2 separate regions of the Zea mays genome follow, and region 1 is linked to region 2. The links are chromatin contacts, called in public Hi-C maps. All regions are on one chromosome and are shown on one strand. Each heading gives the region's core, a stretch centred on a gene start, on an enhancer-like site or on the middle of the called end of the contact. The rest is flanking DNA. Distances are from core to core; before and after follow the strand shown. Region 1 has its middle 23 kb from the start of LOC100277773. Region 2 has its middle 61 kb from the start of LOC103629382.

What was found. A called contact is a pair of places that touch in the nucleus more often than the background predicts.
Region 1: a Hi-C map of leaf shows a contact between it and region 2, with 6 times the contacts expected there. The contact joins two enhancer-like sites. A contact is called at or near these places in 3 of 25 Hi-C or Micro-C datasets (ear, leaf and tassel).

What each region holds. Positions count from the first base shown.
Region 1 is chr6:67,718,968-67,722,134 of Zm-B73-REFERENCE-NAM-5.0, forward strand. No RefSeq gene overlaps it. Among protein-coding and RNA genes, the nearest start is that of LOC100277773, 23 kb to the right of the region's middle. Within about 2 kb of position 1,589, at least 17 of the 20 cell types and tissues checked have an H3K27ac peak or open chromatin away from gene starts, as enhancers often do. A contact at or near this core is called in ear, leaf and tassel, where this site is marked.
Region 2 is chr6:67,523,843-67,526,856 of Zm-B73-REFERENCE-NAM-5.0, forward strand. No RefSeq gene overlaps it. Among protein-coding and RNA genes, the nearest start is that of LOC103629382, 61 kb to the right of the region's middle. Within about 2 kb of position 1,254, at least 19 of the 20 cell types and tissues checked have an H3K27ac peak or open chromatin away from gene starts, as enhancers often do. A contact at or near this core is called in ear, leaf and tassel, where this site is marked.

The sequences.
Region 1 (3,167 bases), core at 339-2,838, 200 kb after region 2:
AATTTATGGAGCAAATAAAGCATTTAAAATAGAAACTGTCACACATATATTTCCTAAATTTACGCGCATGTAAGGGAACGTGTTTGACACATGCGTGCATTTTGCCATAATTTTTGGATATGTATAAAAATAGAAACCGCATGTATGTGGCTACCATGTTTTCGGATCTGCCATAAAAATAAGACCGTAATAACAACCTACTAGAGCTATCAACCTCTCACATTAGCTCGGTATTTACGTTTATAATTGAGGGATTTTATACTCAAAACTTAAGGTTTTTACGCTCCAACCCGAAGATGCGTCCACCAGTGAACAACATGCCAGATTTTTTACGCAGTATACCGAATTGCATAAATACCTACACCGTGTAGTATAGTTTATATCAGTATATATCATAAACTAGTTCTAATGTGTTTAGCTACATGGCTGTTGGAGAGATCCTATATTTATGAAGAAATAAAACATTAAATACGATTATTTGTTTCTATGCGTGCAATTCATTTCCTTTCATTGCACATTCTTTCCATCATAAATTCGTGCACATGCAACTGCTAACAGATTTTTATGCACTATACCAAATTGCATAATTATCTACACATTGTAGCATATTTAGGCCCCCTTTGGCAGGGCTCCTAACGGCTTTGGCTCTGGCTCCTCTGGCTTCTTAGCTTCTCTAGAGGAGCCAGAGCCGTTTTGTAATTCATTTGGCAAAACAGCTTCTCACGAGGAGACGGTGGCAGAGACTGTAATTTCATCAAACATTATTGTGTGCCGGATAGAAGGAGCCGGTAGAAGCTTGTTTTCTCGTGCTTCGGCTCCCAATAGAAAAACGGCTCTGGCTCTTTGATGGCTCTTGGTGAGGAGCCGTTTTTTTAAAACCGTTTGGTACGGCTTCACGAAAAGCCAGAAAAAGAGCCACCGAGAGAGCCCTGCCAAAGGGGGCCTTAGTATCAGTTTATATCATAAAATGGTCCTTACGAGTCTAGCTGCATGACTATTGCAGCGATCTTAAATTTATGGAGAAAATAAAACATTTAAAAATAGAAAATGTCACACATATCTTTCCTAAATTTACGCGCATGCAAGGGAACGTGTTTGACTCATGCATGCATTCCTTTTTTGCGCGCACAAACGTGGGGCGGGTGGCACACCCGACAGCCTGGTTGAGTCGACGCGCTGGGTTGAACCACGTTGCAGGGTGGTCGGCCTGGGCTTCCTTTAACTATTGGAAGCACAGGGCTCCCGTTATACCTTATATATATAAAGGGGTACCGTTGATTAAAGCAACCAACAATCGATCTATCAAACCAAATTTACCTTATGCATTAGATCTAGAAGTAGTCTAGTCATGGTTTAGCTTTAGTTATAGTTCCCCAACATCAATCTTCACCTCTCTTCGGTATGTCGTCTAAAGGCACTTTGGATGACCTATCAACACTGAAGCAATCCTACGATCTTTTCTCCTCGACGGGATCTCTCTAGGAGACGAGATCTAAATTCTATATAAAGCCCTCTACATTATCGTGGACGGTCCGCTATCTACACATGTACAGTTCATGCGCTGCAGAGAAGAGCAGAGACGATCCGATGCACATGAACGGCCCGCGCTTCGGTAGAGAGGACCTCAAGGTCCTGTTCCTTGCGAGCAGGCTCTAGATATCGTTGGTGTTTAGCAAAAAGCACGCCAACAATTTGAAACTGTTTGACGTGTTTTTGTGGGCGAATTTTGACAGTTTGACCGAACACCTTTTATTAGCCAAGATGCACTCAGCACCCCGCGTCCATGCACAAGTGTTTAAGATATAATACTTAGTAATACAAGGCAGATATAATACTTAGTAATACAAGGCGGTAGTATTATTTGGGCCAGTTACCAGCGTGGGCTGGACCCTGGAGCCTCCTTGGGCTGGGCCCTAGAGGAGCTCCACCAGCACCCCAGCATCCAAAACGAATGTGAAAAAAAAAGACGAGCCATTTCTTTTCATCAACTAGCACCCATCACTTGTGTTGTGTCCCTTCCTGCTTACTTTTCTTGCTCTCCAGTATCCATCACCATCATTTGGAGAAGCCCTCCCTGCCAAGAACCTCAACATCCTGATGGCTCAGCGTCTGCCACCGATGGAGAAAACACAGATGCCCATCCAGGAAGGAGGATGTCAAAACAGGAGGGATGACTCTGGACTTAGGGTGTGTTTGGTTTGGCTTTTGGCTTTGGCTTTTGCCCCCTAAAAGCCAAAAGCCAAACCAAAGGGCTGGATCCAGAAAGCAGCTTTTTCTAAAAGCTGACTTTCTCGCAGTGCAAAACTGAAAGCACCATTGGACCTGCTTTTAGTGGCTTTTGGATGGAACTGTCCTGCATGCACACTGCAGCATCCATGGCTCTCCACACACCACCACCTACCTGGCCATGCATAGCGACGTTTCAAACTCATGCGTTTTCAAGTTCAGAACTTCAGAGTCTTGGCTTCGTCTAGATTGTTCCTCCTGGTTAGCCGACTACTAGAAATATTTATATATTGACAAATAAAGTGCTTTCTCACTCTCCATTTCTTCTTTTGCTGTCTGTAACTTTGTATCTTACTTTTAACGAGCGACCAGAAGTCCTCTCCAACTGTGTTTAATCTTTCGAATTTCAGTAATTAAAAAAGGAATAAACTACAAGCCACGCACGCAGCCTATCAAAAAAATAATTGGTGTCACATCCACTAGGAAAACACATATATACACCAACAAATGGCAAGCTGACAAGCACACACATCCCTGTTGCATATATCCAAAAGAAGCGAGAGAATCAAATGGTTGTGAGGATCGGAGAAGAAAGAAACCCTTAGATTTCCTTGCAGTCTCCATCCATACACAGGAGTAGAGACTTGTACATCAGTCACTGAGAGATAGATAGAGAGAAGGTTATTGTGTGTATGAGAGTGGATTAGAATCTGATTTCCAAGAGAAGGGCATCGTTATTTCAGACCTAGATAACAGACTCTGTGGGCGCATGGCATGTCTCCTTTCTTTTTTAGTTTCTTTCCTGGCCTTTCTCGCCTTGAGAGGTCTGGATGCTTGGCTAGCTCTAGTATAAATAAATGGGGTTTGGTGCCATGTCTCTTTTCCACATGACGCTCTTCCAACTTCTAGATACATGTCGTCGTCATGCGTACTTGTAGTTC
Region 2 (3,014 bases), core at 4-2,503:
CCCAAGTTTCGATTTAAGTATTTTCATCCTTTGGACTTATTTGTGTATCTTAGGATGATTAAAACGTCACAGGGAACCTTGCATTACATCTCCCCATGATCCAGGTGAAAATATTCTTGTAGGTAGAGCCATCCTTCCTCAGGATAAACCCTGAGCTAGGCATTAGTGCAAAGGACAAACACTATTTGTAAAAAATGTTTGATACTTCCAAAGAAGTATCTATAACAGGAATGTGTATCAAGGTAGTCTATGCATCAAATAGTTTCCAAGCAATTCCTATAAACTTAATGCACATTTCACTAGACTTAAAGTGTATAAAAGTCTTTTTTAAAAAACAAGGAAATGGACAAATGCACCGAGGCTTTCCTTTGTTGCAGAGAAGAGATTCTAGATCCTTCTACCCAACCTTGAGTTAGACAGCTCCATCCACTTGATGAGCAGACATTGGAGTAGACTTCTCCTTCGAACATCACTTCTTCTAGGTGTTCTACAAGTCAATTACAAATATATCAATGCTTATGTAATGGTATGAAATGCAAACTCTCATAAGGAGAGGTGGGGAACAGAAACACTACAAACTAAAGCACATGACAAGTATACACATACTTTATATATGACTTAAGCAGGGATTCATCTCTCTTTCTCTGAACTCCATAAGCTACAACTACAAGCTTAAACCATCCATGGGCTAGGACACATTATACTTACTCCAAGATTAGATCTCAATAGGCACTCTTGCTTCTTGTCCAAAGATCAGGTTTCCCTTGTTAAACTTGTTCCTTCTTCTAAATTTTTAATCCACAGGTGATTATGGATTTCTAATTATTCTAATTAGGGACTTTACAAGGATTTCTGAGAAAATGGCTTCCAAACAGCCTCCAATTTTTACCAAGTACTCATATGGTGCTAACAAAGTTCTCCAAAACTTTTCATAATATTTGGTCTTATATTCTTATTTCTAAAATTTATTTACACCCTCCAAGAGCACTATTAAATTCTCTTAAGATTTGATAATTGCTCCAAAAATCTCAAACTATTTTTACCAGAGAACCCATGAATTTATACACCTAATGAAATTGGTCTCATTATTTTTGGACTTTTCAACAATCTTTGCCAACATTTCCAAACTTTCTGATAATAGAAAAACAAAACTTTAAACAGTTTTGGACCCAAACTACTGGCGTGGCCCAAAACCCCAGGCACAACCGGCCCGCGGTCAACAGCCCGCTCCCGCGCTGGCAAACTTGCACAGAGAACCCCGCGCTCCGATGAAATCAACCCACCCCCGATCCACTGTTGGTCTGTCTCGCTGACCATCACGTTTAGACCCTTCGGTTTCGGTTCATTTACAATCTCCCATCCACGACACGGCCGCCTTACTCCGACAATCCGGCGATCATGGCCGCGACGGCGCTGACCTCAGGCGTCTTCTAATCGCTAGTAACATGTGTCCCCGACTAACCCGGATTGACCACGAAGCGTTCACCCCGCGCCAAGCACCAGACCTCACTGCCCACAACACCAGTGGCACACCCGACTCGGCGCGCCCGATCCCGAGACACTGTAATGGTAGAGTTCCAATCAAAAGCATAGAGAGCAACAGGGACTCGCCATAACCTTGGTGCTTGCGCGAAATTACTCGGGGAACACACCCGCTGGTCGGTCCACGGCGAGGCTGTTCAAGGCGCCGATCTGTGGCGGTGCAACCCTTGTTTCGGTCACCTGACAATGGTAGAGTTCAAAAGCTGAGTTGCGTGAGCTTCACTGGCCAGTAGAGATCTCAGAACAAGCGTAGCACGGTTGAGAAACCCTCTGTAATTACCTGGCCACGGTGAGGTCAGTGACTTGCTGGGTTTGGTCACCACATAGAGGCTGGCGTTCTTGGTTCTGGACAATTCAACTTTGTGGCAAAGGAGAGGGTAACTCCAGCATGAACACAGGACTGCACACTCCTTGCAGTGATCTATGTGTAGAGCTCAAGGTCAGGGAGAAGAACTTCACTGGTACCAAGTTTTATAGCCTCTAACAAAGGGCACAGGGCAGGTGTCACAAGATTTGGCAACCATGCAGTGAAGAAATGCTTTCCCAAGTTGCCAACACCACAGGGACTCCAATATATGGCTCTCATGCACTACTATCACGTAGGTTCACATCACAGCCCAAATACAATGAATTTGGTTTGTCTCACACCACCATAATATCCGTTTTGTCTCAACTGCAGACAGGAAAAGGCAGCTGAGAACCCATTGGTGGATAAGCACTAAAGGGATCCAAGGTTTGATATTTCGTACATGGAAGAGGCTACTAAATTTGTTGTCCAGTTCATCCTAAATATCAGTTTTCAGCAAACAAAACCAACAGGGATTCTGCTGTCCCTAGCTCACTGCTCCAAAACAGTCCAAAATTGATATTTATAGTGCAGAGTAACACATCTAGAACCTGAGTCATGCACTTCATGCATATCTCCATCTAATCAACAAAATAACACCACATTAAGGAGATTCTTCTTTAGTTTCCAACAAATTTTGATTCAACTTCATCAGTCATAGTATCCTATTGCATACCTCCCTATTCAGCCCCCTTTCTCCCCATTCCTATTAAGGACAGACCAGTCCCCTATAATCAAACTTGTTCACTAACTAAGGCTTTTCAAGTTTGTTACAAGAATCTAGGATCCAAACTACATGTATCACAAGTTATGGTGTCTAAACGTCAGCCACATTTCACTAAAAATTCAGTTTCAGAAATCTGAAACAACACCACATAAAGTCTGACAGAGGGTTTTGCCACCCCTTTTTCTCTAAATCCTACACAGTAACATGCCAACTCTCTGCATGAAACTTTCTCTCCTTCAGATGATCTTTAACTTTGCTACATAGAGTAGGGCTCATACTCCATGGATTAATTACCAAAGAGCTCCAAATGTGAGTAAAAACTCACTGAATTTCCTAGCAACAGTCAACTAAATCAGTCCCCTCTCAAGTCTGACCGAGATCTTTTGGAGACACTTTACT